Regions from separate parts of the Mus musculus genome. Here regions 2, 3, 4, 5, 6 and 7 are each linked to region 1. Evidence: chromatin contacts called from public HiChIP or PLAC-seq and promoter capture Hi-C data. All regions are on one chromosome and are shown on one strand. Each heading gives the region's core, a stretch centred on a gene start, on an enhancer-like site or on the middle of the called end of the contact. The rest is flanking DNA. Distances are from core to core; before and after follow the strand shown. Region 1 holds the start of Natd1 (N-acetyltransferase domain containing 1). Region 2 holds the start of Akap10 (A kinase (PRKA) anchor protein 10). Region 3 holds the start of H3f4 (H3.4 histone). Region 4 holds the start of Nt5m (5',3'-nucleotidase, mitochondrial). Region 5 holds the start of Zfp867 (zinc finger protein 867). Region 6 holds the start of Rnf187 (ring finger protein 187). Region 7 holds the start of Flcn (folliculin).

Evidence for each region. Promoter capture Hi-C pulls out the DNA fragments that hold promoters and counts their contacts. HiChIP or PLAC-seq counts read pairs in DNA pulled down with a chosen protein or histone mark.
Region 2: a promoter capture Hi-C map of pre-B cells shows a contact between it and region 1, with 3 times the contacts expected there. The contact joins the promoter of Akap10 here to the promoter of Natd1 in region 1. A contact is called at or near these places in 2 of 39 promoter capture datasets (liver and pre-B cells).
Region 3: a contact with region 1 is called in a promoter capture Hi-C map of liver, with 5 times the contacts expected there. The contact joins the promoter of H3f4 here to the promoter of Natd1 in region 1. A contact is called at or near these places in 1 of 39 promoter capture datasets (liver) and 1 of 115 datasets of contacts at active chromatin or transcription factors (embryonic forebrain).
Region 4: a contact with region 1 is called in a promoter capture Hi-C map of pre-B cells, with 3 times the contacts expected there. The contact joins the promoter of Nt5m here to the promoter of Natd1 in region 1. A contact is called at or near these places in 2 of 39 promoter capture datasets (3T3-L1-derived adipocytes and pre-B cells), 1 of 484 Hi-C or Micro-C datasets (B cells) and 2 of 115 datasets of contacts at active chromatin or transcription factors (forebrain and pro-B cells).
Region 5: an HNF4G HiChIP or PLAC-seq map of pancreatic cancer cells shows a contact between it and region 1. The contact joins the promoter of Zfp867 here to the promoter of Natd1 in region 1. A contact is called at or near these places in 1 of 39 promoter capture datasets (liver) and 1 of 115 datasets of contacts at active chromatin or transcription factors (pancreatic cancer cells).
Region 6: a promoter capture Hi-C map of pre-B cells shows a contact between it and region 1, with 2.8 times the contacts expected there. The contact joins the promoter of Rnf187 here to the promoter of Natd1 in region 1. A contact is called at or near these places in 2 of 39 promoter capture datasets (erythroid cells and pre-B cells) and 1 of 115 datasets of contacts at active chromatin or transcription factors (embryonic forebrain).
Region 7: a promoter capture Hi-C map of liver shows a contact between it and region 1, with 2.8 times the contacts expected there. The contact joins the promoter of Flcn here to the promoter of Natd1 in region 1. A contact is called at or near these places in 5 of 39 promoter capture datasets (the 3T3-L1 cell line, erythroid cells, liver and 1 more) and 2 of 115 datasets of contacts at active chromatin or transcription factors (large pre-B cells and pancreatic cancer cells).

The regions. Positions count from the first base shown.
Region 1 is chr11:60,911,624-60,915,525 of GRCm38.p6, forward strand. It overlaps Natd1 (N-acetyltransferase domain containing 1), which reads right to left and starts at 2,169. Exons shown (of 3, transcript NM_025294.5): 1 at 2,006-2,169. The coding sequence starts at 2,102.
Region 2 is chr11:61,928,329-61,932,117 of GRCm38.p6, forward strand. Akap10 (A kinase (PRKA) anchor protein 10) reads right to left here and starts at 1,929. Exons shown (of 15, transcript NM_019921.3): 1 at 1,661-1,929. The coding sequence starts at 1,748.
Region 3 is chr11:58,960,188-58,963,913 of GRCm38.p6, forward strand. H3f4 (H3.4 histone) reads left to right here and starts at 1,524. Exons shown (of 1, transcript NM_001318003.2): 1 at 1,524-2,086. The coding sequence starts at 1,625. The coding sequence ends at 2,035. It overlaps Trim17 (tripartite motif-containing 17), which reads left to right and starts at 3,594. Exons shown (of 7, transcript NM_031172.3): 1 at 3,594-3,682.
Region 4 is chr11:59,846,753-59,850,704 of GRCm38.p6, forward strand. Nt5m (5',3'-nucleotidase, mitochondrial) reads left to right here and starts at 1,321. Exons shown (of 5, transcript NM_134029.2): 1 at 1,321-1,620. The coding sequence starts at 1,378. It also overlaps a transcript of Cops3 not described here.
Region 5 is chr11:59,470,629-59,474,233 of GRCm38.p6, forward strand. Zfp867 (zinc finger protein 867) reads right to left here and starts at 1,846. Exons shown (of 4, transcript NM_178417.3): 1 at 1,713-1,846. The coding sequence starts at 1,739. It also overlaps the pseudogene Gm12263.
Region 6 is chr11:58,937,620-58,941,777 of GRCm38.p6, forward strand. It overlaps Rnf187 (ring finger protein 187), which reads right to left and starts at 1,287. Exons shown (of 4, transcript NM_022423.2): 1 at 776-1,287. The coding sequence starts at 1,165.
Region 7 is chr11:59,808,251-59,812,153 of GRCm38.p6, forward strand. It overlaps Flcn (folliculin), which reads right to left and starts at 1,789. Exons shown (of 13, transcript NM_146018.2): 1 at 1,410-1,789. Gm16062 (predicted gene 16062) reads left to right here and starts at 1,830. Exons shown (of 2, transcript NR_045686.1): 1 at 1,830-2,011.

The DNA of each region.
Region 1 (3,902 bases), core at 919-3,418:
ACTTGTGCAGCACCCAGCTCCCCACTGTCATACCCCACAGTGCGCTTCCCATCAGCACAGCCTTAGGGTTCCTGGTCCATGGCATCTGTCCTCTTTACAAGGCATTTCAGGACCCCACAGCACTGAAGGTTGAAGCCACACCCAAGCTCACATTTCTGGTTCCTATATTATTTGCCTCCTTGACCTCTTAGCCTTATCCTACCTGTCACGCTCTTCTATGCCTGCACCACTCCTGGCTGCTCTGAAACACACAATGGGTACTGCAGGGCCTTTGCTCTCAAAGGTTTCTTTCACACAGTGCCTTTCTTCACAGCTACAGCTGTTTCTTGTCTCTTTCAGGTCTCTACTTAAATACCACCTGCTTGGAACTTAATGCCAAACAGTGGCTCTGCCCCAATAGACCCTTCCTTCTGCCTGACCACGCCTCCCAAGGCCTTGGTTTTATGAGATATTATGCAATTCATCTGAGACCCATCTCCTTCTTTAGACTGGCAGCCCTACAAGTCCTGGGTAAATAGTAGGTACTCAGTAAACTGTTGGCCCAGGCTGTACAGGAGGAGCCGAGGCGAGGTTGCCCGCCTCTAGCAATTCTGTCTCTCTGTCAACGGGGCAGCAGATTGCAGAACGGTTAAGTTTAAGGATATCATTTGTTCATAGCCAGCTCTCAAGAGTACTGTCCTTTTGACTGGACCCATTTGGAAAAGAAAGAGAGAGAGAAAGAAAGAAAGAAAGAAAGAAAGAAAGAAAGAAAGAAAGAAAGAAAGAAAGAAAGAAAGAAAGAAAGAGAGAGAAGCCTAAGGCTTCTGCCTTTCTCTTTATGGATCTGATGTGCCTCCACAGTCCCCAGGAACTAAAAGCCTCACTGGAACTAAGAAAACTTCAGAAAAGAGGATCTGAAGAAAAAAGAAACAAAAAACAAACAAACCCTCAGATAAGGCCTCTCAAGGGATCAGGGCCAAGTGTCACAGTCAGCTGAGCTACCATCAGCATGACAGCAGGACTTGTTTCTCTACGGAAAGAATAGGGCAAGGGGCAGCTGGGCCCTGATTTGAATATGCCTCTGGTCTTGTTAAAGCTGGGCAGGTCCCATTTCCTGCACTCCCAGCCTCAGTTTACTCATCTGTAAGTGGGGCGGTATGTCACAACACAGGAAGTGATAGCTGCCCCCACGGTGGTTAGGTGGCACAAACGGGAGACCTGGCCTCCAAGTGCAGGTCACAGAAGGTTGGCTCAGGAAGTCAGGATAGGCTGCGTATGCTTGACTGCTTACAACCTACCTACTGGCCGACCACACTCAAGTGGTGCATCCTTCCAATCAAAATAATATGGGCAGTGGCTAAGTCGGGTCTCCCCAGAGGGCCCAGCTGGGAGGAGTGGGCTACAGAGAGCTCAAGGTCCCATATTCCACAATCTTTTCCAGCCCTAGAATCAATGGGAGGAGTGTCGGTCTGCTGGTACAAACGCTACAGATGAGGCTTTGACTTCTCTATCTGTTGAAAAGTAGCCATTTATCTATGTTTATCAGCACTTGCTGTGCACCAAATGTGTCATTCTGAACTTTTACTGCCACAGCATCTCATCCAAAGCGGTTTGCACTCCAGCTATCCCCATTGCAGATTCCGGGAGACCGATGCACACATTGACTAGACAAACTGGCCAAAGTCTCAGAATCACCTACCCGCCTCCTCCTCCAGGCCACATATTCCCTAGGTTATGCCCCAGGCCCCTGCAGGCTCCTCCACGGCGGCAGGAAGCAACCGAACACCCGGGGGGTGGGGGTGGCAGGCCACCAGTGACCTGCTCTCTGGGACCCAGGGTGGCAGCCCTCCGTCCGCGATGTCGGAGGCCGGCTGCGCTAGCAGGTGCGGGCTGCCCGGGCAGACGCGCTCCGGCGGTGCCAGTCGGGGGGTTCGGGAGCCCTCCCGCCCCGGGATCCATCTGTCCGTCCGCCCGCAGGTCCCGCCCCGTCCCGCCCGCGCGCGCGCAAACAAAGGCAGCTCGGTACCGTTGAGGCGCACGGAGAACTGGCGGCGTTGGCGGTCGTGCTCCACGCGGATGGGGCCGCCCTGCTCCAGTGCGCTCGGCGGGGTAGCGTGCGCCATCGCGCGCGCCGACACTGGGGACCGCGGGCCGCAGCGAACTGACTCTTCGGCGGCGCGGGCCGGAGAAGGGGGCGGGGCCGGAAATCAGCTGTGAGTCACGTGCGCTGCGCGCACTGTCTGTTTGGATACATTCCTGGCGTCTCTTAAAGAGACCGCGCTGCCCGTTTCGCTCGCGGCTTCAACAATGATGTGCTGGTCCATCCAGGGCGCCGATTGTCCTCCCGAATGCCCCAGAATGACTTTTAGGACCCACACGGACCCATATGCAAAACACGCAATGACCTATGGGGTAATTTAGATCCTCCCCGCGACAGCCATTTAATATTAGGCATTAGCCTCACTGCAAGCCTGAGGCAATAGATAACGTCAAATGCAAGGTGTTGACAGGCAAACCTACTCTCTGCTGGAATCGTGCGGGCTGGAGCTATGCAGCCCACCCACTCGGGCAGCTGTAGCTGATATTGAGAGATTACCCCTAGGCATGTTTGGGACTGGGTGAAAAGCCACCCCTCCCAAAGAAAGCCAGAAATATGAGGTCCCTAGGGAGCTAGCTACCCAGGAGCCAGTGTTTCTCTAGAAGTACAGTATTAGGAAAGCTTGCCGACCATGGATGTTCACAGAATCATATTCTGTTAATTACCGTGCAAATTTGATGTCCACATCTATGAGACCACCACACAGACATTAAAGTTTGAGTACCTCAGTGGAATGCTTGAAGGCTGTAACTTCAAACCTGTACAAAATGTGTGTCTGTGTGCGTGGCGGGGGCTGGGGGTGGGGGAGAGGCGGGGGACAGACCAACAAGGAAGCATTTTACAGCTAAATGGAGATCTCCGTGGGCTCCCTTCCAATTGATTTCTTCCTTTTGAAGTAGCTATGCTCCCTGACTTTTAGCGCTATTGACTAAACAGCTTTTCCTAAGAACATCCTATTTCTTAAGAACTACACAGTATTTACCTTTTCGTATCTGGTTTCTTCGCTTCCACCTGTCATCAGCTGTGTTGTTGCTGCTATCATGTTCACCAGTGTGTCAGAGATTTCCCAGGAAGCAGGTACCAGTTTTCCATCACGTGTTAATGGGTTGTTGTGTTGTTTTGGTTTGGAGCTGCTATGAGTAACAGGCTGTGGATGTCGTCTGGCCAGCATTCCCTTAGGGTAGCTCTCAGGAATATACTGCCGAGTTTTATAGCCAGTGGATATTTTGTTTTGTGAAAAACTGCAAGATCCTTTTCCAAGTGTACGACCTCACATTGCCACAGAGAGTTCTGTAAGTTGCAGTGGGCATTTTGTCATTAGTGGCAGTGACTGACTCTTGAACCTTTGCCCAGGCTGCCAGGCCATTTAGTCCCCATTTAATGAACACTTTCCTCTGTAACCCCCCCCCCCAATCTTTTATTTGCCTTCTTCCAATCATTTTTATTGCTTGGTTGGGGGGTCAGACATACTACTGAGAGAATCTTTTCTGAGCAAATAATTTCCTTTTAACAAGTGGGTGTTGTGTCACAGCGTTTGTAAACAGAAGGCAGTGCGGAGGTGTGTCATTATATGCAAAGTGACTGAAAGGGATCCAGCCATCATAGAGGGCCTGGAGCCTGGTTGGCAGAGTCAGAGCTGGAGGCAATTGTGAACAAGGAAGATTAAAACCTGTGAGTCTCAGGTGACGTCACTTCCAAAGAATGTAAGTGGAGATGGTCAAAATATGTTCCTGGACAGTGTCTGAACAGGCCACTCATCTGCAGGCTGCTGGGCCTTTGGATGACTACTGCCCAAGCACCACTTCCTGGGGAAGTCCTCCTGTGC
Region 2 (3,789 bases), core at 679-3,178, 1.0 Mb after region 1:
TTATCTGCTGAGCATCTGGCTCTAGAATAAACTTTCTAAGCAAATAATCAGATCACCCTTTATTGTAAGGTCACCTCTCTTCAAAAGCTTTACAATATATTCTCTCTGCATTTGGAATAAAACTCTCGATAATGTGGTGTCTGCCTATCTGCTTCTCTATGCCTCAGCCACAGTGGCCACCTTGCCTTTCCTAAAGGGCACCAGCTCTTTATTCCTGGTACCTCCAGTGTCTTTCCTGACCTCTCTAAAGTTACATTCTACTACTGATCCTCTAGTTTTACGTTTCAAGGTTACATACTGAATTCTTCTAACATCCAACCAAAATAGGTTTTTCTTCATAAATTAGTCTTTCATTACACATCATTCAATTTGTAAGTATATACACACTTTTTTTTTTGGCCTTATTTATTGCCTGCCTTCAGCATCAATGAGTTTCATAGGTACAGAGACTACGTCCATATAACTATTTCATGACACCCTAAGACAGTGTCTGGCAGACTGGACACTCGACAGTGTGTGTTAAATGAACAGACAGAAGTCTGTTGTTCAACTTGAATTAGTCCCATACTTAGAATGCATTCCCCCCCTTAAAAAACAAGCACCACAACACTGTCAACCTAGGTACATTAACAACTCCAGAGATATTAAGACACTTTACTGATAAAGCTTCCTATTATTTACCAGTTTCATTCATTCCCTCACCTAGCATCAACAGACAGCCTCAGTCCTATGAGGCCTTTAGGAATCATCTGATTCTCAGCTGGAAAAAAAGTGGGTTAACCGGCTGTTTCGGGTTACAGAGTTTATGAAAAAGCTATCACGTGAATACAAGTCTGATTTGGTGTTATGTTTAAAAAAAAAAAAGTCTGTCTGATACATCTTCTCAGTAAGAATGAAGAGATACAACCACCTCCACCTAAAGAGATTTGATTGATCAATTTGTGTATGTATATTTAATGAAATACCATAACCCTTTCCAGGATCAAAATCACCTTGCCTCTACTTTAAAAACTAAGTAAGCTTTTACAACTGGACATCCGAAATCTAAGTAGTTCGTTTATAGTAGCAGCAACGGTCTCAATAATTAGTAAAGTTGCTCAATCATCAAAAGCAGTAGTCTTCTGAATACGGAACTTCAGTAGTAAGAAATTTTATTTTAGGAATAACAGTGGGCCCCCTTCCGCTCTCCACCCCCGCCCCCAAAAGAGGAAACTAGAAAATAGCGCTAGTTGAAGAAATAACAGTTGCACGTGGTTTTAGGTATAACCCCCCCCCCCCAATATTCGGAAAAGTCAAGACTTCCTATAAGTAAAGGGATTTCCTTGATCTTCATCCACAGTGCGCGCGTGGATCACACACACATACAAACCTCCAGAAACCAAACACACCAGGAAAACCTTTTCTTTAGCCAACAGGTGTTAATTTCTATGGGTTTAAGCAGACACTTTTGGCCCAAAGCGACAATGCCCCTCGACCTCGCTTGAGGAGGCCACCTTCTTCCCTGCGGAGTCCCGGGCAGCACACTGCACCGCGGGTGTCGGCGCCGAGGCCGAGCGGCTCATCGAGAGCCTCGCGGCCGCCCTGACAAAACCCTTGCAGGTTTGCTGCCCCACCGCTGCCCGAGACCCGGCTCACCCCCCGCCGGCGACCCCTCGGCTACCTTTCCGCCGGAAGAAGGACATGGCGGGGCCCGGGTCGGGGCGGAGGGCGCGGGGGGAGTGTCGCGGGGAGGGCCCGGCTCCCCTCATTCAGCAGCTGGCCGGGACTTCCGGGGCCGCAGGAGCCGCTGCACTAGTCCGAAAACAGCCCCTTCTTCCGGGTGTGGGCGCTGCCGCCACCTCGGGATGCCCCGGCAGCTGCTGCCGCCATGTTATCAACAAGCCACCCGCTTAGAGTTCCGGTCCGTCCGCGCGCGGGGCTTCACGGGAGGCCCCGGCCCCGCCTCCTCCTGCGCACCTCCTCCCGCGGGGCCGGGGCGCGCGCCCGCTCAGCCCACGTGACCTGGCGTCCTCGAGTCCGCGAGCCCTTCCCCCTGGAGGCTTCGGATGACAGCGTCTCTTTGCTGAACCTCCTCCTCTTCGGGAAGCCCCCGCCAGCACTGCTGCGCAGCCTTTTCGCGGAATCTTGCTAAATGCCGCAGGCTGCTTGGCAGCTTTACCCTGCCAGGTCCCCGGGGGATGCAGGCGAGCCTGCAGGACGAGGAGCTGCTCTTATGTAGCTCCCGAAGCTCCCTCCCTCAAAGTGACCTCAGGAAGGAAGGAGAAAAAGAGTGGTAGGCTCATTTTCAGATGAAATCCCTACAGATGCTCAAAACAGAAAGAGCCAGCAACCTGAGCCTCAACAGAGGGCTATTTCTTCCGTTCTTATTCGAAAGCCACCTTCCTATAAATCTTCTGGCTTTCTTAAAGCTTACCCACCTTTAGCGCCCTGGATGGATGGCCACTATAGCTACAACTACTGTCAAAAGCGAACCAGGAACTCGTGATGCACACAGTTGCTGATTTTTATGTTGGATCAGCAAAGTCTACCTGAGACAGAAGGAAAAACAAGTGCAGAAGCGGCAACTTGCCTGATTATTCGGTGTGTTAAAACAGGAACTAAGTAAAGCCTGGAGTCTTAACCATATTATTAGAGCAGGTTAATAAGTTTGCTAGTTTTGTTTCCAAGCCTGTTTGCTAAATGATGAAAAACCATCATAGCTAAACTTATTTATAACATCGTGCACAGATACCATACTAAACCCTCCAGGTTAGTAACAGTCTTTAAACTTGCTCTTGGTATGGAGGAAACTAGGCCAGCTTTCAAGGTCACGCTGGGCAGGAACTGAAAAGGAGAGCAGGGCTGTGGTTGCCCCATGTGAGGTAATGGTGTGGAGGTCTGAGATGATTTGGAAATGAATATTACACTCTGGGCATACCCCTCCCCTATTCCCACCCACTGCCCACCCTTGAAAACCTTTCCTTGCCTAAGAATATTAAGGCAAGCCAGGGGAGGTGCTCTGGTGGTGAAAGCCTTTAACACACTTGGAAGGCAGAAAGAAGCCAGTGGATCACTGAGTCCCAGGTCAGCTTGATTTACTTAGGGAATTTTAGGCCAAGGTGAGACTGTGTCTCAAACAGATAAAAACAAAACAAGGCGTTGAACGATGGCTTAGCAATTAGGAGCACAGACAACACTTGCAAAGGATCCACAGTTAGAGTATCTACTCTGTTCTTAGGCAGAATGGGTGGTGTGTCTTACATTATTCCTTTGCCTTTCCCTTCTGGAGTTCCAGTCTTGGCAGAGACTGTTTTGTATTTGTTAACTATTGGTTAGCTGATCAGGGCAGGAGGAACACCAGACGAATGAGTGAGAAAAATCCCTTAAATGAGCAAAAAGTCAATGGGGTTGAGGGGAGGGCTCTGGCTCCATTAGGATTTCTAGAATCCTTACTCATTCTCTCAGGCTAAATAAACATAAATCAGTGTTGAGGAAGTGTTTTTCAACTCAATTTCCAATGAGGTTTATTCTTTGAGCCCCCCCTACCAGAGATTCTGGAGTTGCTTTTATTCTCTGTGAGAAATAGATTGTTACAGTCCATTTACAGATAAGAAGAAAGCAATAGGCCCCCTAGCTGGTGGCTGGTGCAGGCTTGTCACAGAACTCTAAAAAAGTTACAGGTAGTCTGCTACCCTATTGCTCATGGTCAGAAAAGGAGGAGGGGTGCTATCTCAAGCCCCAAACTATTCATTAGATAAGGTTTTGTGTCCTAAAACAATAACATGGGAAATTTGGGAAAGGGGCAAGTTC
Region 3 (3,726 bases), core at 274-2,773, 2.0 Mb before region 1:
CTGTGTGTGTCGCCGATGTCTCACAGGGTCGTACATTCCCAGAGGCAAGAGTTTCGGTTCTTTCTGAACGTGAAGCTATTTTCCCTGTCACTGTATCCATAAGCTGGCACTAGAGAGTGGCGCGGGCCGGGACGTCCCGGTTCCTGGGCACCACCAATGGACGACCCACGTCCTCCGGTTGGCGTAGCGCCTACCCGCGACCGCACACCGCAGGCACGGGCTCGGGATTCCCCGCTTTGGCGTTCACCGGCGTCAGTTTAAACTACACATACACGTTTGGAAGCAAAACACCATGATTGTCAGTGAGTTCTATTTTTTAACCAAATCCGTAAAGATGCACCACAGTTTGATTTCTATCCTTTTCTGGACTCACGTTTTTTGAAATTATGTGGACGACATTTCTCATCCTCTGACGTGATCTAAATAATCATTATTACTATTGTTTGATACCCTGATTGTGACCTTTGGGGGAATCCTTGAATACAGCCCATGTTATCCTTGAAAGCCTTTGCTTCAGAAATCCTTTTTTTTTTTTTTTTCCTAATTTTCTTTCAGATCTAAAGATGTTTTATTTTGTTTGATAAAGCGTCATTTCAGTGTACTCTAAGCCTCAAAATTATTATCCTTCTGATTCAGCTACCGAGTACTGAAGTTATAAGCATGGACTACTGTTCTTTGAGTCATATCTTCTAGTTTTTTTTTTTTTTTAATTAACGTACGTTAACTGTGCTTAGTAATGGGTTTCATTTTGATAACTTCACACACACACACACACACACACACACACACACACACACACACACACCAGCTCTCCCCTTTTTTTCCTCTTCCCTCTGGTCCCTTTCTCTCTATAAATACCACCCCGACCCCATTTTTATGCTTTTTTTTTTTTTTTTTTTTTAATCTAGCTTCCACATGCTAGAGAACCCATGCCATGCTTTTCTTCCTGCCTGGATCCAGCTTACTTAACACTGTGATCTTGAGTTCTTTCCATTGTTCCAGCAAACGACACAATTTCTTTTCGTTTTTCTCTTTATTTTTTTCCATCTCTACCCCTCCCTATTTTTAAAAAATAGTGTTAATACTATGTAGCCCTGGCTAACCTCAAACACACAGATATCCACCATCCTTTGCCTCCCGAGTCCTGGAATTAAGCTTAACTGCTGAGCTACCTCCAGCCCTCGCCCCCAGGGGCGTCCTCAGACCAGGTGGATGTTTTTTTAGTATTCCAGAACTCAGGAAAACTATGCCTCGTTGTTATATAAAGGAAGCATGCAGAAAGGTTCTAGAAGGTTCTTTGTGTCTTGGGAGTCGAGGCAAGATTGTTTTGTTTTTTTATTTAACAACAACAATAAAAGCTCCAAGAAAGCGACTTGAGTTTTTTCCACAGACCCCGCTGCCCTCCTACCGAGCCGCAACTAACAGTTCCAGAGTCCACACCACTCAGAGAGAATATAAGAGGCAGGGTGTAAAGTCAATCCCCCAATGGACCAATCAGAGTGCAGCATCCCATAATGCCACCTGGTGGGCAGCCAATAGGAATGTAGCTGGGTCTATAAAAGCAGTGCTACTCGCCCCCCACATTGTGCACCTGAGGAGCAAGGGAGGCGGACGATTCAGGAAGATGGCACGCACCAAGCAGACGGCACGGAAGTCGACGGGAGGCAAGGCTCCGCGCAAGCAGCTAGCCACGAAGGTGGCCCGCAAGAGCGCCCCGGCCACCGGGGGCGTGAAGAAGCCGCACCGCTACCACCCTGGCACGGTGGCGCTGCGCGAGATCCGGCGCTACCAGAAGTCCACCGAGCTGCTGATTCGCAAGTTGCCATTCCAGCGCTTGGTGCGTGAGATCGCCCAGGACTTCAAGACCGACCTGCGCTTCCAGAGCTCCGCGGTGATGGCGCTGCAGGAGGCCTGCGAGTCGTACCTCGTGGGGCTGTTCGAAGACACGAACCTGTGCGCTATCCACGCCAAGCGGGTGACCATCATGCCCAAAGACATCCAGTTGGCTCGGCGCATCCGCGGAGAACGGGCTTAGGCTCCCACAGGCACCGCTCATGAACCCAACGGCTCTTTTCAGAGCCACCCACAGAGTCAGAAAAAGTGTCTGTAACGTAGACTTAGGTGTCCTGTCTCCTCAGGAGGTGAAGACAAGGTGGCCGGCAATCGAAGTGTCTCCCCAGATCAGTCTAGAGGGCTTAGCAGCTAATCCTTGCCCATTGAGCTATTTGACTTGCAGCTCCGTCCTATTCTAACCTGCCTTCCCTTGATAGGTATAGTGGCCTGAGCCCTTGTACTACAAGATGATGGTTGTGTTGCTGACTGGTTTTACCAAGTGAAGGTAGCTCCTACCGGCAGTAAACGTGCTATGTTTGCATAGTTGATAGTATCCAAACGCATCTGCTCAGTAACCAAGTTACTTATGTTTTGTGTTTTAAGGCTCATAATGCCTGGTATTAAAAAGGCTAGCTATTCCTGTACTTGAAAAGTTGGCCTTTCTCCTGATGGAAAGCCCAGTGAACTGCCTTTGATTAAAGTTAATTTTGCCCATCTGTTAACGGCGGCAGCAAAAGAGTCAGGAAAGTGTTAACTTACATATTTCCAGGGGACACATCCAGAGAATCCTGTCTTAAACGATTCCTGTAGGGTACGAAAGTCTAGCTGTTGTCTTGACTCAACCTGAGTTGTAAGCAATAGGAACCTCTCTTATCAAAAGGATGTTTTGCGCTGGAGTTTAATTCTCTGAGCCTTGGTTTTTCATACTGTCCAGTACTGTATGACTTCTGAGCCATACAAAAAGGGTGGTGTTCAGAGATGACCGGCATGGAGACTAACCGGCTTGATCAGAAATCAAACTGGGAGGAACCCGAGATGGTTAACTGAACTGCATTAGTGGAGGGCTGAGGGGAATAGCCTGAATAAGCCTGTGAGGTTAACACAGAAAACTTTACCTCTCCTTTGTAGTGGAATCACTCATTAATGCCAATGTTAAATACATAAATTACTCCTAGGGTGTGCATATAATATAAGTATGCAACTGAAGAGTTTTGAAGCCCATTATGTCTCCAAGCCCAGGGATGGGGGAGCAGGGGAGGGCAAGGAGGCAGAGGGGAGGTAGAGGGGGGCAGGATGGGGGGGTGGGTGAGTCTAAAGACTGTTTGTGTAGCCTTGGCTGTCCTGGAACTCCCTCTGGCCTCAAATTCAGAGATGAGCCTGCCTCTGCCTCCGCCTCCCGAGTGCTGAAATTAAAGGCAGGGATCACCACCTCCCAACTTTGAGTTGCTAATTTCTAAATTGCCCCCTTTTCATTTTCCTAGCCTCAATCCATGCAAACCCGACCACATTTTCCCTGCATTCCCCACCTGAGTCTCCACCTAATCTCTTTGCCCTATTGATCTATTTATTGGTCCCACAAATATGGTCTAGCGAAGCCATATTTCTGTCACCGCCCCCTTCTCCCTGGCTCCACCCTAAGCAACGAAGCCCCCGCCTCCTCCCTTCGGTGTAGCAGCCTCAGCCCCGCCCCCGCGGCATCTCTGCCAAGCAACCTGCCTGCGTGAGTTGACGCCACAATGGCCCTCTGCCCCAGCTCCTGGTCTTCCCTAGTGCTGTAGCACAAACCCAGCCTTTCCCCCATGCGGCGCACTTGCCCCTGGCACCTGGCGCAGTGCAAGGCTCCTTCCTTGTGAGTAACCACCGTCCAGAGAATTCGCTCGCTCACTCACTGTC
Region 4 (3,952 bases), core at 71-2,570, 1.1 Mb before region 1:
CTGAGTCAGTGCCTCTAGATTCTTGTCTCATGAACTTAGAGAATGAAGTTCATAGATGACAAGGAGGGTGAGTTTCTTTAAAGATATTTATTTTTCCTGAATGTATGTATGGGTATAACACACTTGCCTGGTGCCTGAGGGGGCCAGAAGAAGGTGTTGAATCTCCAGAAACTGAAGCTACAGACTGTTGTGAGCACTGTCTCTCTTCCATGTTAGCATGTCTATCAGTGGTGGTTCCTTGTTGTGGTCTTATTTAGGCAGCCATATTATTATGGAAGTTTTTCTGTCATTTCCAGAAAACATAATCTCACAACAGATTGTCTGGTCCTCCCATGTAACTTGCTTGGCCTTTTGGGACATGAGCTTTCTAGCTTTGTCTTTATCTTTCTTATTTTGGAAACATCCAGCCATCCCTCTTCTCTTTAGGACAGAGTCTTTTTAAAAAATCTTTACAAACATCCTGTGTATCCGTCTGTCTCTCTTTCCCTCCCTCCCTCCCTCCCTCTCTCTCTCTCTCTCCCCACGTTTTGGCAATATGTATGTCTGTGCACCACATGTGCCCATGGAGGCCAGCAGAGGGTGCTGTATGCATCCCCTGTGTTCAGAGTTGAGAGGATTGTGAGCAGCCAGCAGGGTGCTGGGAATCTAGATCAGGAAGGACCAAGATTTAACATACAGAGACCTTTCTTTACCAAAAATACCTTCATGTTTGCATCCTTTAAAATATTTTTTCTACCTACTAATTCCTTTTTTTTTAATAACATGAAGCACAGTAACAAATTTACAGACATATTTGGAGATTCACTATTGAATCCAGTGATGTTAGGATGGACACAGAGCATCTGTTTTTTTTAGAACCTTTATAGATTTGAAGGTTACACCTCTGATAGCTTTAAATTTTATAAGGTTATGGTTGCAAACATTCAGCATCTATGAACAAAGAGGATCACACACAGCAGGTGTATCTGCCTTTACCTGTACCTAAAACCTGAAATCCTCCCTGTCTATACTTGGGAATGACAAGCTGTTTAAAAACCTGTACCCATAATCCGGGATGGCTGGAACTTTGTTGGGCTCAGAGCTCAACGAAGTAAGCGCTCAATAAATACCTAAGGATTTGTTCCTCCGGTGGTGAGCTCCTCCATCCACCACTGCCTCAGTAGGAAGAGTGCTCCAGTCTGGCTTTCACAGGCGGCTGTAACCTGGGACTGGATGTCCCAGGGCGATCAGCACCCACGTCGCGCTCACCTTCTCTGGGCGCATGTCCCTTTAAGGGCGGCGGGGCTGCGCGCCGGCCTCGCTCTGGGCCGGAGCCTGCGCGTCCGTGTCCGCGGTGGAGGCTGCGTCTGCCGCGGGCCCCGGGCGAGGAGCGGGGCGATGCATAGGCTGCGCGGCTGCTGTGCGCGTCCCCGCGGTGCCCCGCTACGGGCCGAGCGGAGCCGGGCGAGCAGCCGCGCCCTGCGGGTGCTGGTGGACATGGACGGCGTGCTGGCGGACTTTGAGGGCGGCTTCCTCCGGAAGTTCCGCGCGCGTTTCCCCGACCTGCCCTTCGTGGCGCTGGAGGACCGGCGCGGCTTCTGGGTGTCGGAGCAGTACGGACGGCTACAGCCTGGGCTAAGCGTGAGCACCAGCCGGCCCCGCAGCCGTGCCCCGCGGGGAGGGGAAACTGAGGCCGCAGCTGTCCAGCCCCAAGCCAGCTCGACTCCTCCAATGACCTTTGGCGGGTTCTTTGGTACCACACGGATCCTGGGAGGACTAGGGCTACAGGGCTAGAGGGACCAACCATTCAGCTGTTGCTGGGTTTCCAGCTATCTCCTTAATCCCCCTTCCCAGCTGGACTCCCTTTTCCCCTCTCTTCCTCTCTCCTGCCGCTGCCCTTCAGTATCCACTTCTTCTAAATATTGGAGATTGAACCCAGACCTCTGTAGACTAGACAGGCTCCCAACCACTGACCTACATCTCCCATCCTCTTACTTTGTACTTTGTCCTTCATTCTCACTAGCTTCCCTAGGCTGCCCTTGAACTAATTCACTGTGTAGCCTAGGGAGGCCTAAATTTTTGATCCTCCTGTTTTATAGTCTCTCAAGAAGCTGAGACTGCAAGCCATGCTGGGCTTGAATTTTAAATTCTTGGTGTGTTTGGCCTCAGATAATTGGTTACATTAAAAACAAACAAAAACAAAAAACAAAACCGAGCATTCTCAGTCTCTTACCCAGACATGGCTATCCCTCCCAATGAAATTGACAGGAGTGTCTTTGCCATCCTCTTTTACCCCATGGAAGCATAACTTTGAGTGATACTGTATGCTAGAGAATGTGACTTGCAGAGTGTCACATGGGGAGTCGGACTGGGAAGAGTGAAACTTCCCTCTTGACCAGTGTAAGGTTTTTGGTAAGACCTTGGGCACCACTCCCCCAACCTTCCCATCCCTCATGGCTAGACAGAGATCCAGGCTTTTTGGTAAAGTGTAATTTGGAGACTTAAACTATTCTATGAAAGGAATAGGGGGATTTGCTCAGCATAAACTTAGAAACTCCAGCGTTTCTCACTTGGTTGTCTAGGGGCTATAGTGCTTGATGGTCAGAGGAGTGTTTTTTGTTTTTGTTTTTTAACTTATCAGGTTTGTAACATCTCGTTCTTCACAGTCTTCCAGGACTGAAGGCAGTGAGGTCATGAAGAAAAAGACACACAGAGAGCTGGGCTCTTTTCTGGAGAAACCACAGCACTCTTGGAAGCCCAGGGTGTTTGTAGGGATCAACAGAAAGGCGGGTGTATACGGATGGGCAGGGATGGGGACAGAGGTGTAACGAAACAGGGGAGGCAGTCTGCAGGGGGGAAACATTCAAGGGGGAAAGCTAGAGTGGCCATTCTCTGCATATACTGTCAAATTCTATACTTGGACCAGAGGAAGGCTTCTTCATGCCAGGGGATGGGGGTGGGGCTTTGCCCTTCCTTCATGGGTCTGAGGTTCTGGGGTGCTGACACAGCTCTGCCTATGTCAGTGACAGCACATTGCCTCAGGACTTCACTCAGCACTCTCTCCATTCCCTTATCTTGCTGTGGGAAGATGCTCCTGTTTCCTCCTTGCACACAAGGAGACCTGCCATCCTGCCATCATCACATCACGGGGTAGTAAGGAGCGCAGATGGGATTCAAGCCCCAGCAACACGTCTGCCTGCTCCACACAATTCTCTCCAACCACCCTACTGCCCTGTTCTCTGTTCTGCTTTCTCTTTTGATTTCAATACAGTACGGGGGTGGGTGGTAATACAGCTCAATGGTAGAGGATTGTCTAGCTAGTACAAGACTCTAGGGTTCTGTCCTAGCACTGCAGCTCTGCACCCCCAGCTCCCAGGCCCCTACATGATAAAGAAGGTACCTCCACAGTAATTTGGTTTACTGAGGGACAGGTATTTAAAGGGGACATGGGGTATCATTTCTGTTCATTCACAGATGGTACTGCTGCAAGCATCTCCACAGAGCCCAGATAGCTGATCTCTCCCGTGCTGAGACCTATGAAAGCTTTAAACCTAAGGAAATGCTCTGTCACCTCAGCAATCAACTGCTGCACTGCATAGGGTTCACTTACAGATGGCTGACCAACATTTGAATTTGGGGGACATAGTTTCCTTGTAGGAATATATTAAATTTAGTTTTATGTGTGTGGGTGTTTTGCTTTTATATACACATGTGCATTGTGTACAGTCCTGGTGTACAAAAGGTCAGAAAAAGGTATCCAAAGCCTTAGAACTGGAGTTACCATGTAGGTGCTAGGACTGAACCCAGGTCCTCTGCAAGAGCAACAAGTACTCTTAACCTCTGAGCCGTCTCTCCAGCCCCGGGAATATACTAATGGGATAAAATGAAATCTACCCAGACTCTGCAAGCTGACTTGTTTCAAACCGTACCATAGAGAGGAGGAGGAAAAGGAGGAAGAAGAGATAGAGATGGA
Region 5 (3,605 bases), core at 596-3,095, 1.4 Mb before region 1:
GCATACATGCAGGCAGAAGATGTATACACAATAAATAAATCCTTTAAAAAAAGGGGGGGGGGCTGGCGACATGGCTCAGTGGGTAAGAGCACTGACTGCTCCTCCAAAGGTCCTGAGTTCAAATCCCAGCAACCACATGGTGGCTCACAACTACCCGTAATGAGAGCTGATGCCCTCTCCTGGTGCATCTGAAGACAGCTACAGTGTACTTATGTATAATAATAAATCTTAAAAAAAAAGGAGGGGGCTGGAGAGATGGCTCAGCAGTTAAGAGCTCTAACTGCTCTTCCAGAGGTCCTGAGTTCAATTCCCAGCAACCACATGGTAGCTCACAAGCATCTGTAATGGGATCCGATGCCCTCCTCTGGTGTACTGAAGACAACAATAGGGTACTCATATACATAAGTATTTAAAAAACAAGGAAAAAAATGAACTATTGAGATGAGGACTATTCGATTGCTCCAGCTCCAGGTCCTCTAGCTGCTCCTCGAAGAGGTTTCACCCCAGATCTCAGGCTGCTGTCTAAGTGGATGATGAAAGGTCAACTTTAGGCTAGGACATATGGCAGCTATAAGAAATTTGTCAGCATCTGGCAGTTCTGAACCTGGGACCATTACTAATAGGAAATGAAAAAGATATTGTGTCAATTTCTATTTATTTAGCAACGAAAATAAACAGTAATGGTTGTCACTTTTAAAACCTTTTACAGTAGAAGTTGGCATTTGAAAATACTGGTACTGAAACTGTTGGGGGCGGGGGGCACTGCAGAGATGGCTCAGTGGTTAAGAGCATTTGTTGCTCTTGAAGAAAGCTGGATGGAGTTCAGTTTCCAGCAACCACTTTGGGGCAGCTCATAACCGCCCATACCTTTAGCTCCAGGGAATCTGACACCGTCTTCTGACTTCCTCAGACACCCACACACGTGTGTGTATCCACATACAGCCACAAATAAAGGCGGGATGACCGCCTGGCATCCCGGCCTTCACTCTGCCGCTGAGGGCACAGAGATAAGTTATGGTCCTTAACCTGCAGTCACCCAGGATTCATGGAAGGACAGCCCTTCACAGAAGCAGGAGCTATCTCCAGAGAAACACCTAGTCCCCTTCAGGTCTCAAATGAGCGGAGACAAAGATGGGCGGGGCCCACCTTACATTAGGCTGCTGTGTTTAAGCTTTTTTTTTTTTTGGTCTGGCCTTCCTCTATTTAAGCCTAAAGCTCCTGTCCAAAGATCAATTGGGGTAGGAGTGTCCTAGACCCTTCATCTGTCCCGCTTCTACGGTGCCCGCACTGACGAAATCTCTCTCGGCTTTTTCCTACTAACCAACCATCGATGTCCTGAGACTAGCGGGGGGACGGCCCTAAAGACTGGAATTTTGGGACTTCACTGTGAACACGGGGGCGTGGGACAGGCAGGCGAAGAGTAAATAGATTGAGACCCCACTTTCCAAGACTCGGGAAAGCCCAGCCATGGCTGAAGGGCGGGAACCCACAACCAAGAAGCCAGCGTCCCAAGTCCTAAGGTGGGTCGGCCATGACGCCCCAAGTCCTGAGGTGAGTCGGTCAGGCCGCCGCGAGGGCAGATGGGAAGCGAGGGGACCCAGGACACCCAGGACACCGGACAGCACCGGGATCGGGCCGCAGACACCAGCTACGGAGGCCTTCCCTGCGGCTGGTACTGGTTGGCTGTAGCCAGCGTCGGCCGGAACGCTCACCATTTCCGAATTTCTGCTGTCCCGCATCGTCGTCGTCTGCACCTCATAAGGACGCTAGCTACAGCGGAGCCACCATACACAACTGTGAGCCAGACATAGAACCTGAAGAAACGGAACCTGAACAAGAACTAAACAGTGAAAAGAACCAAACACCGCGAGAGTAAAGCATCCTGCCCCGCCCCTCCGCTCGAGCTGCGGCCTGATTGGACAATTCCACTCTGATAGACGAAGGGTTTGGACACGCCCCCAATCCTTGAGTGATTAGGGATGTAATCTAACCTTTGACAGAGAGATACTTACGGGACAAGATTTGTTTGCACTCTAGCAATGGCCCTGCCAGGACAGGACACACTTGTACTTTACCTACAGAAACATATCCATGGAACAATAACATATAGATAGATAGATAGAGAGAGAGATAGAGATAGAGATAGATAGATAGATAGATAGATAGATAGATAGATAGATAGATAGATATACACATATACATACACACACACACATATGCTATTTACAACTGGAAATTCCTAACATGACAATTATTTGAAATTTTTATTGTGAATACATTGAGACAGGGAGGGTCTCGTGTAGCTTGCCTCAAATACAGTTCAGGCCAGCCTTGAACCCCCGGATCTGCTTGCCTCCATCTTTGGAGTGCTAGAAGGACATGTGTGCTATTATGCATCACTGGGGATCCTGCTAAGGACTTCTTGTATTCTAAACAAGGACTCTGCCAACTGAGCCAGAGCCCTCATTTTTAAAAATTTAGATGTCATAATCTTCCTAGCTTGAGGACTGTAATGGCTATTGTTGGTTGTCACCTTGGCTACGTCTAGAATCAACTAAAACCCGAGAGGCTGGGAATGCTTGTGAGCGATTTTTCTTGACTGGATCATCTGAGGTTAGAGGACCTACTCTAACCCTGAAGCACACCTTCATGACAGGCTATATGATGCAATGTGGAAGAAGGAAGCTCCTGCTCCTTACCTGCTTGTCTCCCCTCCCATTGGCAAGTCTGTCTCCCCTGCCACCAAAGCATGCCTTTGCTGCTATTAGAATCTACTTCTTTAGGGTTCCAGTGTCTACTGAGGACCAACAGAGACATCCGTCCCCATGGGTTGCCCACAGCTCTCTGTTGGGGGACAGCTAGTATCGAACTAGCTGAACCACAGCCTGTAAAGCACTCTAATAAATTATATATATACTATCAGCTCTGTTCATCTAGAGAGCTCTGGCCAAAACAAGGAGCTAGCCTGAGCTTTAAAAGGGAAGGCACTCCTCTAAGATAGCAATGTTGAATAGAAGTTTTGTTTGTTTGGTTTTTTTTTTTTTTTTTTTTTTTTTTTGGTTTTTCGAGACAGGGTTTCTCTGTGTAATGTTGGCTGTCCTGGAACTCACTCTGTAGACCAGGCTGGCCTTGAACTCAGAAATCCGCCTGCCTCTGCCTCCCAAGTGCTGGGACTAAAGGCATGCGCCCCCACTGCCCAGCTTCGAATAGAAGTTAATGAAGGGCCACATCTATAATTTTTTTTTAAAGGGTGAAGCACTCCAATGCCAATTTATTTTAATCGGGCTCTGTGTTATCTATGGTTTGCCTCTTTCCCTTATAATCGCACAACCTTTGAAAATTACATAAGTTGTAATGATCTAATACTATTAATAGCCATTCAGAAAAAAAAGTCCCCTCCCGCCCAACAACCATCCAGGGGAAATTTAAAGTCCTCATTAGAGGCCAGCTCAACACGGCCTCTACCCTGGTAGAAATAAAAATAAAAAAGATGAGGAGAAAACAAATCGGCTAAGAGGTGTGTTGCCAGTGTCTTTCAGGAGTGGGGCCCTGGCTGTTGCCTGGGTGGTGAAAGGCAGAGCCTGCAGCCTGCAGGACGGCAGCCG
Region 6 (4,158 bases), core at 37-2,536, 2.0 Mb before region 1:
AAAAGTGTTCTTCACAACTTATTCCAGAGGCTCATGGTGCATCATTGCAGAACATAAGGATAACAGCACCCTCAAACACGCTAAGCTACGATTTTCTCTCCTGTCGGGCGGAGACCACGGCTTTCCTACCTGGCTATTCAGACATCTCTCTCTGGGTCAGGGATGATACTCTATCTAGATCCCTGCAACCCATCTTCACACAGAGTCTAATAGTCGGTTTCTGCCCGGTGGCAGGTGCTACGTGCAATGACCAAGAGAGTATAGCAGAGAAGGTTCCTGAATGAGGTGGACCGACAGCCCCTCAGAGGGCTGCAAATGGTAACTGGTAGACCAAAGACCACTCTCAGGTCTCCATAAGCAAGTGGATGGGCGGGGCTTGCACCGATGAAATCACACCGGGATAGGAGCAAGAGGCCTTGAGGAATGGGATCGGGACTTGAGGGGAATTCGAGAAAAATAGAAGTCTTAAGGTTGTATAGAGATAAGGCACAGCTAGGCCAGAGACCTGGGATGAAAGGGGGACGGAGGAGCATGCGCTAGAGATAATAGCTCGAGGGACATAGCAGGGTCCGGGAGACAGATAATAGAGATGAAGGAAGGCAGAATCACGGACTCCAGGATCCAAGAGCCCCTAGCATGGCAGGGTCCCCGGGGAAGGGAGGGTGCTGGGCACCCATGGGATGCGGGAGAGGGAAGAGGAGGTCAGCACACTGATCGAATGCCTGACTCCAGGTAAGCCACAAAGGTGGACAGTGTGCAGGGGCCCCTCGCGCACCTTGCCGCGCAGGGCCTTCCTCCAGCGCGGTTCCCACTCCGGCGGCTCCGGGCCAGCGGCCATGCGGCAGGCGGAGCACAGCGGATCCCCGTCGGCGCGACAGAGCAGCTGCAGCGCGGCCTCGCTGGCAGGGCCATCGCGCGCCGGCGCCGCGGCCGCCTCCTCGAGAGCCAGGAGGCGGCGGCTGAGCGGAGGGCGGCTGGGCTCTACGGCGCGCTGCCAGCAGTCATCGGCACACTCCGGGCACGGGAAGGGCCCGTCCTCCTCGGCCCAGAAGCGCACCACGCACGCCCGGCAGAAACGGTGGCCGCAGTCGGCGCGCACCGGTTCGCGGGGCGCGCGCTGACACAGGGCGCAGATGGCATCAGCTGGGCCCGCGGGGAGCGCCAGGGCTGCGGGCGGCGGCGCCGACGAGGGCGCGGGCGGAGAGGGCGCAGAAGGGCCGAGGACCGGCCGGAGATCAAGGCCGACGAGCCTCAGCCTACGACTCAGACCCAGACTGCGCCAACGCCGGGCACGCGCGCGCGCGGGGCGGGGTCCTGGCTGCCGTGCGCTCTGACGTCCAGGTCCTGGCAGCTGCGCATTCCTCCATCCAGGTCCTTGCAGCTGTGCGCTCTCATTTCAGGTTCTGGTATTCGCTCATCGCCCTGCCCATGATTGAGCAGCTGAGCTCTCTTCCACACTGGTTCCCGTAGCAGCTCACGACCTTTGTCCTGATGGTGTCAGTCGCGGGCTCCAAACCCAGATCCTTACAAAGATACTCCCTGTGTCCTATAAGATTACTCATCCTGCAGGGTACTGCCCCAACATCATGAATAATTGCCCATCTCCCACAGATAATTTGGGAGGTGGTCTGTCAGGAAAGGCTTTTCCAGGGTGACTTATCGCTATACCTTCAGCCCTGAAGCAGGATAAAACTGGCTAGGTAGGCAGATGCCTGTGTAGTCAACCAGGAGTATGACCAAATTAAGATAGCGACATAAAATGAAGTCAGGGAGTCTCACTGTGCACACAGAACAGCAGCACGTTTTGCAGGAAAGCACTCTAAAGAATATTGTGTTAATACAGCTGTAGTCAGCTATCTGCAATGTGTGACTCTTCAGACTGAGATTGCGGATATAACTGTAAATGTGACTGTGGTGGTTTGAATATGCTTGGCCCAGGGAGTGGCACTATTAGGAGGTGTGGTCTTGTTAGAGGAAGTGTGTCACTGTGGCCGTGGGCTTTGAGACCTCACTCTTAGCTGCGGGAAACAGTCTTTTGACTGCCTTGGATCAGGATGTAGAACTCTCAGTTCCTTCTCCAGAGCCTTGTCTGCCTGGATGCTGTCATGCTTCCTGCCTTGATAATGGACTGAACCTCTAAACATGTAAGCCAGCCCCAGTTAAATGTTCTTTATAAGAGTTACACTGGTCATGGTGTCTCTTCACAGTAATGAAACCCTAACTAAGACAGTGATGTTGCCATTTATATGCTCCAAACACTATGGCAGCAGCCACATCTGTACTAAAGCTATACAGCCCTTTTCTGGTCATTATTTCCTAGACAATAGAATGAAGATTTGCACAGTATTCACATCCTGTTAAGTATCATAAGTCATCTAGGAAAAAAATATTACATAGAAAGATGCATGTAAATATTATGATGTTTTAGCTGGGTATAATGATACATGCTTTTAATCACAGCACTTAGGAATTAGAGCTGGCAGTTCTCAGTGAGTTCCAGGCCAGTTTGTCTACACAGTGAGTTTCAGGCCAATCAAAGCTATATAGTAAGACCCTGTCTCAAAAATAAATAAATAAATAAATAAATAAATAAATAAATAAATAAATAAAAGTGTGTGTCTGTGTGTCTGTGTCTGTGAGTGAAAGAGAATTGTGTATGTGTGTGTGTGTGTGTAAGAGAGAGAGAGAGAGATGTGATGTGTGTAAGAGAAACATTTTATCTGAGGGATTGGAGTGTCCTTAAATTGTGGTATCCTTGGGGGTTTAGAGCCAACCTCTTCAACAGATATAGCATTTATGTATAAATTAATTAAAATTAATTAAATAAAAAATCAGTTGTACTTAGGCACTTTCACACTCATCTAACTGACCATAGCCAGATCCAACATGGTTCTCAAATTGTTACTGAGGTCTGGCGCTCAAACCCAGGGCATTATGCATCCTAGGCAATGACTGTACTTTTAATCCCAGCAATTGGGAGATGGAGGCAGGGAAATCGAGTTCAAGGCCAGTTTGAGCTACAAGACAAGACCTTGGCTTAAAAGAAAAGCCAAACCAAACAAAGATAACAACAAAAACCATAGCATGGATGGGAAGCAAGGATGAAGGACACGTGGGAAGATACGATGTAACCTGGAAGGTGGCCCAGAGCATGGGCATCCCTGACACCACCTACAGTCATGGCCAAGGTATACCTGAAAGTGCACTCTGCTAATGCCATGTTATGTGGAAAGAAATGCATAGCAGCGTGAATGGCTAAGCTTTAAGATTAGTTGCCCTTATCAGAATTCCACTTTGGGGATCAAATGAAGGGCCTTGCATATACTGGGGAAAACCTTCCCCTACTGAGATACATCCATAGCCTATGAGCTGCCTTTAATATTTGATTCTATGGATAAACATTGAAAAATATCTTATCCTTTTGAGTTAAAACATTCAGCAATTCTCTGAGAATTCCATACCCACTTGAGGGTGTGTGTTACTGTCTTCTACATAAGCCTCTCTCTTCCTCTTTTTAAATTGATTATATTTTAAGATATTTATTTCTATGTTATGTGTATGAGTATTTTGCCTGCAGGCGTGCATGCACACCACATGAATACATAGTACCCAGAGAGGCCAGAGGAAGGTGTCAGAACTGGACTGATAGACAGTTGTGGGCTGCCGTGTGAGTGCTGGGAATTGACCTCAGGTCTTCTGCAGCAAAGTCAAGTGCTCTTAACCACTGAATCATCTCTTCAGCATCTTCTTTCCTCTCTTACAGCCTGTGCTTAAGCTTATACTAAAGCCTTTTCTTTAAAAAAAAAAAGATTTAATTTGTGTTTGTGTTTGTGTGTATGTCTGCACATGCCTATGGGTACCTGTGGAGGCCAGAAGAGGATATCAAATACCATGGAACCTGAGTTATAGGATGCTGTGAGCCACTCAACGTGGGCACTGGAAATCCATGGGCACTGGAATCTCTCTTCTAAGAGAGCAACTTAAGTGCTGAACCATCTTTACAGACCCAAAACTGTTTAATAATAAAACATAAACTCCACTTCAAAGAATATTGCATCAAGCCAGTTACCTAATAACTATTACCTTTTAAATATTTTAGATGTGAAAATAAATATTCAGATGTTTAGAATTCATTAGATTATTTAAGATCCTAAAAAT
Region 7 (3,903 bases), core at 539-3,038, 1.1 Mb before region 1:
ATTGTGGGCTTGAGAAATGGCTCAGTGGTTAGGAGCACTGACTGCTTTTCCAGAAGTCCTGAGTTCACCTCCCAGCAACCACATGGTGGCTCACAACCATCTGTAACGGGATCCGATGCCCTCTTCTGGTGCTGACTGAAGACAGCTACAGTGTATAAATAAATAAATAAATCTTTAAAAAAGAAAAAAAGGGGGTTTGTCCAACAAGAGTTTCGAATCTTCTGGTTACTCATTCCTCAGCCCAGGCAGCCCCTGGAAGACTGTAATGGAACCTACATGACACTCCATTCTGCAGCCACCGAGAAACCTACTACCTGAGTTTCTAATCCTTCCCAGCCCGTAACACCAACTGTCACTTATCCTCTGGAAATCCTCCTGGGCACTGGGCAACAGGCTTCTCTGACGGGATTGCATATGGCGTCTGAATTCCGGTGAGGAAGGAGCCTAGGTCTTCTGTTACTCTCCCAATCCCAATGTCTACCACATTCTTCTACCACAGGAGCCGGCTTCTGGGAGTGTGCCTAACCACCCTTTCCTAGTAACCTTTCGAGCTGAAGACAGTCTCCTCAGCGTCATACTTTGAGAGGCAGGCTGTGCATGTACGAGATTTGCTCCCGCTGTCTGAACCACAAGCCTGGCAAACGAGACCCACACCATCCTTCCCTGGTGTGCCCTAGTTTTTCCTCATCTCTATTTCTTGTCTTCTCACAGCACCAGGCCACTAAGAGTGCCTTGTAGGCAAACAAGGGGTTACAAGGATCTCCACGGAAGTCAGCAGGAGCTGTAACTGTCTCCCACAGGAAACTCACTGATCCCCCTACTACACTAGCTAGTATAGAGTGGGTAAGAAACTCAGCAGGGAACTTTATCTCCAACTTAGAACCACTCCCCTCTCTACTACTGCCAACTTCAGCAGGACTTCCTTTAAAGAGCACCCAGTCACTTGACACTAGCAGAGCAAACACTGTCACGTGCCATGTCCTCTCTACTGTTTAATGACAACTATGATAGCTCGGCACTGCCAGCAATACACTAGCTGTAGTCTTTCTCTCTGCCGGACACCATGGGTGGTACCAGGCTTCCCCACCCCCACCCCCGAGAAATGGAAATTCACCCTATACTTGCAGTAGGTCCTCCTGGCCCCCTACTGTTATGGGCCACTTGTGACCTCAACGGCGATCCACTGGCTAATCCCAGGGCTAACCATTTCTTCCAACGCATGAGGACGAGTTACCCTGTTAAGAGTGGAGAGAAATGAGGTGTCTTGCCTGCCCTGTCCTCAGACGGCCATCCTGCTAGAAAACGGAGGTTGACTGGCAGGGCGACGTCCCCAACAGTATTCAGTCAAACTAAAGCAATTACCCCAAACGGGGGGTGGAACCTGCCACCTCCCTCTCCCAGGTGTTTACCATCCGCGCTTTCCATTCAGCCCTATGGCCCAACACCAACCCAGCTGGGGCGCTTGCCGCCGTCTCCCGGATGCTGGGCCGGAACCCGCTCGCAACTGTCCTGGGGCTGTCGCCACTGTTCTGCCCCTCGGCAAGTGCTAGCCCGTTCCGCAGGCCCTTGCACTGAGCCTTAGCGCGTGACCCAGCCGGACCGAACCATCCGCAGGCCGGCAGAGGGCAGGCAACGCCAGTGACTAGCCGGAGCGAGCAGCGTTGCGTCCCCCGCAGGCGACTAGGATGTGCGGAGCCTTGCTGTGTCACGTAATGCTCCTCCAGGCAAGGAATCCAAGCCCCTCGGCCACGCGCGCCCCTCGGCGCGGCAAGTCGCCCCGCGGAAAAGCGTAGATGGTTCCGGCCGCCGAGAGAAGCCATTCTGCAGGGGTGACGTCAAAACTGACATTTCAAAAAAGTCAGAGAGAATTAGTCAGTCCATGCCCTGTCCCTACCGAAGAGGAAAGATTTGCGGAAAATTTCCTCTGGATTCTGGGAGTTCTTGGGACTCCACTCCCTGCCTGTAAAGTTGCAGATCAGAGAAACCGTCTCCCCTTCGAGAGAAGTGGAAGGTACGGACAGGTCCTGGGAGGGAGGAGGGTACAGAGCGAAGCAGGACCACGCATGTGCACGGCTCAGTCTTGCCCTGAGCCGGCCCTATCTTTGCAAACTAGCTTTCAAAACAGTTCGTGGATTGTGGGGTTGTTTTCTCTAAGCCCTGGGTTTGATTTCCCGTTTGGGGATGAGGGATGGAATATTATTTAGCTACTTAAAAATTAATTTTAAGCCGGTCAGTGGTGGCGCACGCCTTTAATCCCAGCACTTGGGAGGCAGAGGCAGGCGGATGGATTTCTGAATTCCAGGCCAGCCTGGTCTAAAGAATGAGTTCCAGGACAGCCAGGGCTACACAGAGAAACCCTGTAAAACCAAAAAGAAAGAAAGAAAAGAAAAAAAAAGGATTTTAAGGGCTGGAGAGATGGTTCAGCGGTTAAGAGCATTAACTGCTCTTCCAGAGGTCCTGAGTTCAATTCCAAACAACCACATGGTGGCTCACAACCATCTATAATGGGATCCAATGCTCTCTTCTGGTGTGCATGAAGAGAGTGACAGTGTACTCACATTTTAAAAATAATAAAAAAAAATACATCTTTTTTTAAATGAATTTTAAAGCTATTAGTGCATACCATGGGCCCTTGAAGACAGATGAGAACAGAGCTCTGGGCTTGAGCCTGTAACTAACGCTGCCAGCTGTACACAGCGGCCAGCGCTGCCAGCCTCCGCTGTGTACACGAGGACGCCCAGAATGTGGTTATCCGGAAGTGGGAAGCTTCAGATGAGTAGAAGTTGATGAGTTGGTATCTGTTTGTTTTTCAAATCACGGGGATCGGATTCCTTTCTCTCTATTTCAGCTTTCGTGTTTTGTTGGAAGAGGGAGCAGGAGGAAAAAAAATATGCAAACTTGTGTTCTATAACTTTGTTTACTGCCTGGTAAAGATTAAGGAGTGCAGGGTGGAGTTATGGTGTTAGGTATTGTCTTGTGTGTGTTTATTTTTACCAATCCGATTATTCCTGATACTGTGAGTCATCTCCTGTCCTCCACGAGGCTCTTCCCTACCCTTCTCCAAGACTAGAGCAAGCAGACAGCAGAAGAAGAAAGCAGATACCTGACAACTAGGGGTTAACAAACTTAAGCAGGATAAAACAGCTTTAAGCAGACTGCCACTCAGGATATAAGTGAAACCAGTTGCAACTCCCCACAGCGATGTTAGGAAGAACCAGGTCAGCTCTGACTATGGCTCTGAGAACCAGGATCCTGTATTGCGACCAGAGGATTTGGGCAGCCAACCAAAAGCAGTCACTACAGAGAGAGTCTGGAGGTCAGTGAGGGGACAGCAGGAGTGTGCAGCTCCCCACTGGCTCCCCCAGGTCTCTAAGGCTGAGGCAGGCTACCAGGATTCCTTTCTGCAGTCATTGAGAAGCCTCGCAGGCTGAGGGGGTAATGAGTCCCTTTGCCTGCTCCTACCGATCCAGTCCCAGAGGCTCGCTGAAGCAAGCTCCCCACAGGAGCCTCAGCCATAGGACAGACACTTCCCGACTCAAAAGGAGCCTGTCTTCGGAGATGGCTGGCTGATTAGAATGTCAGTACCAGTGGACGGACTGGGATGTTGCAGACCCAAAAGCTAGTTGCCTTACCTTGAGCTAGTTCTAGCTAGCCCTCTGCAACAGCCATTCCTTGCCTACCTCCATGTCAGAACAAGTAGATAAAAACCTTGTGCAGTGTATTAACTTGCCAATTCAAAAGGTCAACTAGCACTTGGGAGGCAGAGGCAGGCAGATTTCTGAGTTCAAGGCCAGCCTGGTCTACAGAGTGAGTTCCAGGACAGCCTGGACAATACAGAGAAACCCCATCTTGAAAAACCAAACAAGTTCACCCACCATCTTGGGCCTACAGGATAGCTCACCT